Linked DNA regions of Mus musculus: regions 2 and 3 are each linked to region 1. A link is a contact called in public HiCAR-type and promoter capture Hi-C data. All regions are on one chromosome and are shown on one strand. The core of a region is the stretch at or near the end of the contact, and the rest is flanking DNA. Distances in the headings are between cores, read along the strand shown. Region 1 holds the start of Senp7 (SUMO1/sentrin specific peptidase 7). Region 2 holds the start of Tbc1d23 (TBC1 domain family, member 23). Region 3 holds the start of Nit2 (nitrilase family, member 2).

Evidence for each region. HiCAR-type assays count read pairs that join an accessible place to other places. Capture Hi-C pulls out chosen DNA fragments and counts their contacts.
Region 2: a contact with region 1 is called in a HiCAR-type map of astrocytes, with 5 times the contacts expected there. The contact joins the promoter of Tbc1d23 here to the promoter of Senp7 in region 1. A contact is called at or near these places in 5 of 39 promoter capture datasets (the C10 cell line, hematopoietic stem and progenitor cells, liver and 2 more), 1 of 15 datasets of contacts at CTCF or cohesin (large pre-B cells) and 2 of 115 datasets of contacts at active chromatin or transcription factors (astrocytes and large pre-B cells).
Region 3: a contact with region 1 is called in a promoter capture Hi-C map of liver, with 2.2 times the contacts expected there. The contact joins the promoter of Nit2 here to the promoter of Senp7 in region 1. A contact is called at or near these places in 2 of 39 promoter capture datasets (the HPC-7 cell line and second pharyngeal arch cranial neural crest), 3 of 115 datasets of contacts at active chromatin or transcription factors (astrocytes, embryonic stem cells and large pre-B cells) and 1 of 9 other capture datasets (liver).

The regions. Positions count from the first base shown.
Region 1 is chr16:56,073,928-56,076,845 of GRCm38.p6, reverse strand. It overlaps Senp7 (SUMO1/sentrin specific peptidase 7), which reads right to left and starts at 1,442. Exons shown (of 24, transcript NM_025483.4): 1 at 1,268-1,442. The coding sequence starts at 1,307.
Region 2 is chr16:57,229,960-57,232,877 of GRCm38.p6, reverse strand. Tbc1d23 (TBC1 domain family, member 23) reads left to right here and starts at 1,412. Exons shown (of 19, transcript NM_001358433.1): 1 at 1,412-1,564. The coding sequence starts at 1,512.
Region 3 is chr16:57,165,831-57,168,748 of GRCm38.p6, reverse strand. It overlaps Nit2 (nitrilase family, member 2), which reads left to right and starts at 1,417. Exons shown (of 10, transcript NM_023175.1): 1 at 1,417-1,468; 2 at 2,533-2,651. The coding sequence starts at 1,462. It overlaps Gm16892 (a long non-coding RNA gene), which reads right to left and starts at 1,380. Exons shown (of 2, transcript XR_003951893.1): 1 at 1,279-1,380.

The sequences.
Region 1 (2,918 bases), core at 193-2,692:
GCCTTAAGAGCTTTAGACACATTGCCACCGGGCATACCTAAATAGATTTGGAACTGCTGAGTCTAACTCTACCAAAATAAACCGTATAATGAGAAAGTTTACAATGGGTTGAGCTCAGTTGGTAGTGGTGCAAGCCTTTAACACCCCAGGACATGGGAGGCAAAAGCAGGCATATCTCTGAGTTGGGAGGCCAGCCAGGTCTACAAATTGAGTTCCAGGATAGCCAGGAGTACACAGAGAAACTCTGTCTCAAAAAAACAGAAAGAGGAAAAAGTGGGGGGGGGTCGCCTGTAACCCCACCATTCAGAAGAGGTAATCAGGGGGAATAGGAATATGACCCCATCTTGAGTTACACAGGGAGACCTTTTCTCAAAAACAGAAAAAGAAAAGAAAACAAAAACAACTCAATGAATTCATCGACACTGTTTTATGTACTAGACAGTGCATTTCTATGCACACGGGAGCTGACTCCAGGAATTAAGAGGTGCACTTAACAGATGAGATGGATAACAATAACTTGTCGACGGGGCGGAGCTCTATCTCAATTTTATACAAAACTTAAAAGAGGTTCTTGAGTTTCAAGTCTTAAAACAATTCCAAAAAATGGGCTGAGATAAAAAAACAAAAACAAAAACACAACAACAACAAAAAACCCGGCTTCAAATCCTTTGACTTTCGAATCACTTTTGGAAGATGCTGGAGGCTGGAAAAGAAAAACGCTATTAAACGAGCCTGTCGGACGAGAGGGACAGCAGGAGTATTTTATTTACTCGAGGCGCTGCGGGGCGACCGACAAGCCCCGCCTTCCTCGCTTGCAGCTTCTCTGATCTGCCAAAGGAAGGAGGGAAGCCGGCCAGGCGAGGGGTCAAAGGATCAGAAAGGAGAGTGACATCTTGTGCGGGGAAGGTGGGAGCGAAAGTGAACGCGGGTGCAATTGCGAGGAAGGCGTGGCAGGACAGCGGCTATAGCCAGCAGAGAAGACCGCTGGACCGAAGACAATCAAGGAGCGTGTCCCGGGAGGAGGGAGCATACCAAAGGGGTGCAGAAGGGGCAGGCGGCCGAGGCTTTTCGACAGCTGCGGGCGCCCCCCCCCCCTCCAGCTCTCCATTATGCGCGCCCCCGCCGCTCCCTCCCTCCCTCCCTTCCTCTCTCCCTCCCTCTCTCCCTTCCTCTCTCCCTCCCTCTCTCCCTCCCCACCGCGCCGCGGAGCCGCCGCCAGCCGCGCAGGTACAATGGTCGGCTCGGCCCTCGCGCCGGCTCTCCTCACCTGATGAAGCTCGCCGACGCCCAGGCCTGGCCCTGTCCATCTTCTCCTCCGCCGGCTCCTCCAGTCCCACTTCCAGGCGCTGTCACCTCAGGACCCCTCGGGCTGGGGAAGGGAGGGGGAGGGGAAGAGAGAAAGCCAGAAGTGAGATTCGCGCTTGCGCACTAGTCGTCGCCTCCCCCCCCCCCGACCGGAAGTCCCTTGCCCCTCCCACCTCTGCCAGAGGTAGCGCTTCCTGGGCCTTGTTTAGCCTGCGAGCCTATCGTTCTGTCGTTGGTTAGGCGAAGGGGACTTACCCCACGAGGGTCCCTAAGGAAAAACTTGATTCACGATTTTTTAACCCGTTGACTTTAAAATAAAATTTGAGTTGACAAAAATTACAGATACCGAGTACCTCTGCTTTTATGCCTTTTGAACGAAATTACCCCCCAAAATATGAGAAGCTACTGTCTGTGGTATTTCTAGCTATTTGTCCTCAAGAAGGCTACTCAAACTTAGAAACAAGGACAGCAAAATGTAGTTGTTCCTGTTGTTTGATGTAAGAAATAAACAAATATGAGTCTTTTCTATCAAAAACTATAAAGCCTGTGTTTGGTACTGTTAGGCCTCAGGATCCAAAATAACAGTCGTGGCCCAGCACTTAGATCTCTGATAGATAAAGGCTAGCATTTGTTTCCCTTGCCTAGGAGATGGGGCAGATGGCTCCTCGTTGACATATACCTGTGGTTGCATATCAAAGCCCCAAAGTCCCCATCCACAAATACCCCTACCCCAGCCTCCTGGCCTCTCACCTTCCCTACTCCTGCAGATGCTAAGCACCAGGCTGTCCCAGAGCTCCACTCTCTGGGGCCAAGGATTCTTCCCCTGCACCTGCCATCTGTTACTGTCTCACCATCCCCACGCTTCTCTCTCTCTGCTCTTCCTGCGCCCCCTCCCACACAGGAGCAAGAAACTCACATCTTTTTTTCTCCCCCACCTTGTATGACATTTAGACACGTTGTAATCTTCCCACCCAGTTGGAGCCAGGAATGTTATGTATTCCCCTTCTCATTTCCTGTGTGCTAATTCTTTTCAAAATAGCCACTAGAATTAAGACTATAACATGCTTGACCCAGGGAATGACACTATTAGGAGGTGTGGCCTCTTGCAGTAGGTATGTCACTGTGGGTGTGGGCTTCAAGACCCTGGTCCTTGTTCTGTTAGTAAAAAGATAAGGGAGAGGAAGAGTATGTTTGGTGGCTGTGCAGTCAGGTGTGGGAGATGGGGTGCCTCCACCAGCCCATGCTGAGCCATCCCTTCCCCCATAGAGTTTATTGAGTAGACACCGGCCATGAGCACCATGAGGACATGGGGAGAGATGGGGGAGGGGAATGGGGAGACAGGCAGAAGGAGCAAGAGGACAGAGCAGGAGCAAGAAGGCAACAGAGCAGAAGAGAGAGGGAAGGTGGCCAACAGCCCCTTTTATAGTCAGTCGGGCACACCTAGTTGTTGCCAGGTAACTGTGGGGTACAGCCTAGACAAAATGCTAACAGTTCTAGCTGCCAATCTTCTGTTTGCCTTTGGAACAAGATGTAGAACTCTCAGCTCTTCCTATGCCATGCCTGCCTGGACACTGCCATGATCCCCCCCCCCCTTGATGATAATGGACTGAACC
Region 2 (2,918 bases), core at 163-2,662, 1.2 Mb before region 1:
GTCAAGCCAAACCTGGTCTTGCCGGGTCTCCAAAGCAAATTCTGAGCTCCTCAAGGTTACTAGTGAGACTGTCTCAAAAGACAAAACAAAACATAACCAGCCAACCAATCGAACAGAAACTTACTTTACTTAATTAAAGCTATTTCTGGTCATTCCTGCCCCATCTAAAACTTAATTGTTTTCAGTTTTTCTACACATTACCCCTGCATTTCTCAGTGTGCATGCATCTATTGCTAATATATTGATATCAAACATAAACGATGCCTTTTGTTTGTAATCTGTTTGGTTCATCTAACAATGGCATTTTCAGATTTATCCATAAATTTCATGTAGTTAACTGCATCGTTGTTCCTGGGCTTAAAAATATTTGTTCAGCTCCTCCCTGAATCTGTACTAGGCAAAGATAGCCCAGGGGCTAGTGTTTTGGTAATACTGGTACTGTGGATGAAACCTGGGTGCGGAACAAGGAGGCCCATTTAGAGGGACAAATGGGACTTTGGCTAGGAAGGGAAGGATCTCGGCAGCTTTCTTTTTTTTTTTTTTTTTTTTAAGATTTATTTATTTATTATATGTAAGTACACTGTAGCTGTCTTCAGACACTCCAGAAGAAGGAGTCAGATCTTGTTACGGATGGTTGTGAGCCACCATGTGGTTGCTGGGATTTGAACTCTGGACCTTCGGAAGAGCAGTCGGGTGCTCTAACCCACTGAGCCATCTCACCAGCCCCCCTCGGCAGCTTTCTTAAACTGATTTTTTAAACTGGAATTTCAGTTTCAGAACTACAGTTGATTCTCCTGGCTGTTAGAAGACATATTTAAGATAGAAGACTAGAGTATAATTTTCTTAACTGGATAGCTTGACAGAGTCCTTCGTGTATTTTTATTTTTCTTGTAGCTCTGGTGATTGAATCATTGAGGATGCTGGGCAAGTGCTGTATGGTTTACTAAGTCCCTGGCCTTTTTATTTTTTTGAATGGTCTTTACAAATGATGTGGTATGTCCTTTCCTTTTTTTCTATTCAGCCTACCTTCTCTGTGTGAATTCATACTTGCCCTCCTCTCTCCACTAGCTGGGATTCTCAATTCTGGCTCACACCGGACAGCCAGAGACCCAAACATTAAGACGCCAAGCCAGGATGCTTCACTTTCAGAGTCTCCTCTGAGCCACGCCTGCCCGCAGCGTGGCGCCCCGCCCCATCCCGGAGAACCCCTCCCACTCCCCAGGGTCGGCCCCGCCCACAAGCCTTGTGCCCCGCCCACTCCGTTCGCGGGCCCTTGGCATCCTGGGATTTGTGGTCTTCCATAATCTTCTCCCTCTCGCAAAGCTCCGGGCTCCGCCTTTCGCCCTAGAGACGTGGTGACGTTGCATCCTTCCAATTCCTCGCCTCCTCCCTCTTTCGCTCTGGTGAGTCTCAAGTCTCAGACTTCATAACTCCTTTTACGACACTGAATCTCTGAGACAGTCTCGGTGCCAGGTCCACTTTTCGGCAAAGTGACGTGGACGTCAACAGCAATGGCGGAAGGAGAAGAGCTTCTGCCACTGTCAACGTCGGGCGGGGACAGCTGGTGAGTGCGAGCCCAGGTTTAATTCCCACTGGCCCCTTCTCTTCCTGTTCGCCATCCTGCCTGTCCCCGAGGTGCTGGCTGGCGGGGCGTGGAGCAAAAGGCACCTGTCCTCCTCTGAGCCCCTGCCCCGCCCCCTCTGCTTCAGGGTCCCCTCTGCCCGCGGGCTTCTGCGGCTGGGGCAGAATCCCGGGGACTCAGGGGCCATCCTGGATCTGCGCCTAAGTCAGGTCCTCCCGCTTGGCCCAGCGAAGAGAGTGGCTTCCCCACTGAGTTCGCCGAGTCCCTAGCCAGGGAGTTGGAATGGGCGCACTAAGGAGGAAGTTCTTGGATGGAGATCTCAGACCATTTGAAATGAGATCTTTTGAAATAACCACCGCGACCTTTGACAGTGCAGAGGTCGTGAGATACACCCAGCAAGATTCCTTCTACGTAGTTCAGGGTTGTCTTTAAAAAAAAAAATTATTATTATTAATTTTGTTTATCTCCCAACAGTTTCTAACATTTGTTATTATTATTTTTTTTTCTTCCCCACCACTTTCCTCACAATTTAATTTCATGACTTGGAGGGCGTTTTGAATTTTGTTACTGTTTCTCCCGGGCATTTGCATGTGTCTCTGGGGCTGTGGGAAGATTTGGTTTTTAAAGGAACTCATGTAGCCCAAGGCTGGCCTCGAACTTTCTGAGTGGCTGAGGATGACTGTGGACTTCCAATGCTTTTGCTTTCTCCTCCCGAGTGCTGGCTTGTAAGCTCCATCCTGCCTGGTTTGTGTTGGGCTGGGGATTGAACCGAGGGCTTCCTGTGTGCTAGGACAAGCATTCTACCAACTGTGATACATCCCCAACCCTGCCAATACCTTTTTGGTAGGCATTATTTTTCCCACTGAGGGTCATTAATTTTTGGTGGACACTTCTACTTTTGAAGTTGTGTGTGTGTGTGTGTGCACGTGTATATCTTACAGTTGATCTAACTGTATTGACCAGGTGTAAGACTCATGGATTTTGCTGTTGTTTTTCACAGTGTTTATATATCACTGTCACGGTGTACCTACACACAATGCAAGCCTTTGGTAAATTTGTACTTTACTAATTGAGGACAATAGAAATAACAGAAAGGAATACACGATATAGCAGTTGAGTAGCTGGTCTTCTGGGGACTGACAGGTACACATGTAGCAAGCTAAAGTTAATTTTGTTCTCTGAGATTGTAAATAAGTGTTGTGGGAGTTCAGAAGAGGCAGAAACCATTTCAGCATGCATTACAAAAGCTCATGGAGGCACTGGTGTGTGAGTTAGACTCTGAAGCATCAGTAAGACTTACCTTAACATTGTTCAAAATAGTCACTATAATGTGAGC
Region 3 (2,918 bases), core at 168-2,667, 1.1 Mb before region 1:
TGCTCATAGCCCCAGCTATTGAAGGAGGAAGGAGGATCAGTTGAGCTCAGGGAGTGAGGTTTCTGTGACCTTTCCCCCCTCTTTCTACTAGAGCTGTCAATAGATCTGTCACCTTAGACCTGGCTTTGTCTTCAGTAGTTGCCATGGCTACCAGGCCACTGCAGTTTCTAATGCAAGATGAAGATGGGGTAAATATGTTAACCCTGGAAGACATAAGGCCATACTGCAACCCATCCCCACACCTTCCTCCAGCGCATACATTCTTTGTTCACCCCGCTTCCCCAGTGTTCTCAGGTTCTTGGAAGAAACAATTCTGTGATCCCCTCAGGACGATGTAGGTGCTTAGATCCAAACCCAGGTCCTTTGCAAGAGCACCAAGTGCTCTTAACCACGGAGCCATCTCTCCAGCCCTGCTTTGTCCTTTTCAAACTGCTGTTTATGGTTCTCTCTCTCTCCCTCTCTCTGTCTCTCTGTTTGGCTCTCTCTGTCTCTCCCAAAGTTTGTGAAAAGCTCAGCCCCACTGAAGACAGCTGACTAAAATTTCTTTTGGGGATCTGATCTGCAGGCTTTCTTTCCTCTTGTCAAGCTCTCTAATCCCCTTGGCTCCGTGCTCTGCAAATGTGACAAGGTATAGACTTTAACTTGCAAGCACTGCAAAGCTTAGAAAGCAATGTCACTAGCTGGGTGTGTTGCTACAGGACTCAATCCCTGCACTCAGGAGTGGGAGCAGGAGGATTAGACGTCAAGGTGAGCCTTAGCTACATAGCAAGTTAAAGTGCAGCCTAGGCTACAAGAGACCCTGTCTGAAAACCGGAAAAGCTCAAAACAAAAATAAATATTTACATAAATGATAATGAATAAAAATTAAATAATAAATACAAAGGTCAAATCGTAGAATACTGCTTAGCACCAACTCTATCTCTTTCCCCAGCCCAGTTAGGAGCAAGGTTCTGAAGTCCTGCTAGCCTAAAACAACCAGGTGCACTTCCTCAAGCCAGTCAGCATGGAGCATCGTTACCCTGGCCACTGCCATGATCTAACCTGAAATTTATGTCCTTTGTGCCACAAGTAGGACCTTTCTACCCCAGACCATTTATGGCACACTACCATAACGTAGGCTTCTCTTTTTTGACTTTGCTTTTGAAGGCCCTATATAAAGAATTTGTAATTATCACTTCTTGGTGTATGCAACCGCAAAGGGTGAGCCATTTTTAGTACGGTGCCCAGGCAAGAATGTAGACTGGTACTGAATGTGCACAAAGTCGGAGGCTTACTCACCTACATTACAGCACAGCACAAAACAAAACAGTAAAATCCTCAAAGCTCATCGAGGCTCCGCCCCTCGACCCAGCCCTTGACCACGCCCCTTCTGCGCGCGCGGCTCGGCCCCGCCTTCTGCACGCTGCGGAGGAGATTGACTGGCAGGAGTCCCTGTGGCCTGCGGTGCACCGTGGAAGAGCCATGTCTAGTAAGTGGCTCGTGGTCTGGTTGTCCAGCTCCCAGCGGGAGCGGGGTCCTCCGTGCGGCGGTGCAGATGAGCCGGCTGGGTCCTTGCGTCCCCCGGTCAGCCATGCCGGTGGCTCTTGTCACCGGTGTCCGCGGCGCGGCGAAGCCCAGGGGCGGCTGGCCGTGCGAGCACAGGCCTCCGCGCGGGGCGTCCTGTGCTGTCGGAGCTGGTCAGCTTGCGGGTTGGGTGGTGGTGTCCAACTCGTGGCTCTGACTTCCTCGCCTCACAAAGCGGTGGATAATCACACCTCACTCCGCAGTTCCTCGTCTGTAAAAGTTTATAGTTGCACTGTCCTGGCATATTCATGTAAATGTTGTTCCCGTAATAGGCCCGTCACTCGAGGTGTTTTCGTGCCCTCCGCCCCGACTTGTTCATCTTCAAAATCATTAATCGCTTTCCGGAGAAGGGGAAGCAACAAGTCTTGCACACGGAGGACCCCAGTGGAGGGGTTTTCCTGCGTAAGCCTGCAGAGGGCGCTTTTGCACCGGCCCCTAACCTGGGTCGGGACCTTGTCCATATTGGGTGGCTTTTGGAAGAAGCTAGAAACAAAACTATAGTTTTATTATCCTTTCCTGCCTCAGGAGCAGAGGCAGTCTAACTTCCTAGGGTTAGGGGAGATATTAGTGAGTTTCTGTGATACTCTGGTGACAGCTCAAGGTCTGTTAACCTGAAAATAATGCCAGGTTTTGGTTTCATTTGTTTTTATACAGATTCTGGCACTGTTCAATTAAGAGGTGTTAGGGGCTAAATGCCTTTTTTTTTTTTTTCTCTCTCATCATATTTAGGATAAGCCAAGGAATGAGCGATCATAGTTTTTATACTTTTAAGGAGAGCTTCGGCCTTCTTCAGAAGCCAGGTTTTGTCAGTGTTGTCGATATACCCCTTTAGATTGCCAGTAGTTGGGTCAATCAAAAACCATGTTCAAATACTGCCTGATATCCTGTTTGAGAATCCTGGCCCTGGGTGAACTTAGTGGGCAGATCTGATGACTTTTTTTTTTTTTTTTTTTTTTCTTTTTTCCCCAGCTTTCCGCCTGGCCCTCATACAGCTTCAAGTTTCTTCCATTAAATCAGATAACCTTACCCGGGCTTGTAGCCTAGTGCGGGAGGCAGCAAAGCAAGGTGCCAACATAGTTTCTCTGCCTGTAAGTATCAGGGCAGCCTGCCCATTCTTCAGGAGCTGTGGATCCACCACAGTACTGCGTGCTGGCAGTGGTCCTCTTATGTCCCACCTCCAGCAATGCCTTTTGGAACCCTAATATTGTTTCGTATTTGTCTCATCTTTCACAAAGACTAGTAGCGACCTTTATCATAAGATGTCAAACGTGGTTACAAGTTTTGAACAAGATCACCTCCCCTGTTCAGACAAGCAGTAAGAAATCCATGGGGGGCTTCCTTAAAGACTCACTCAG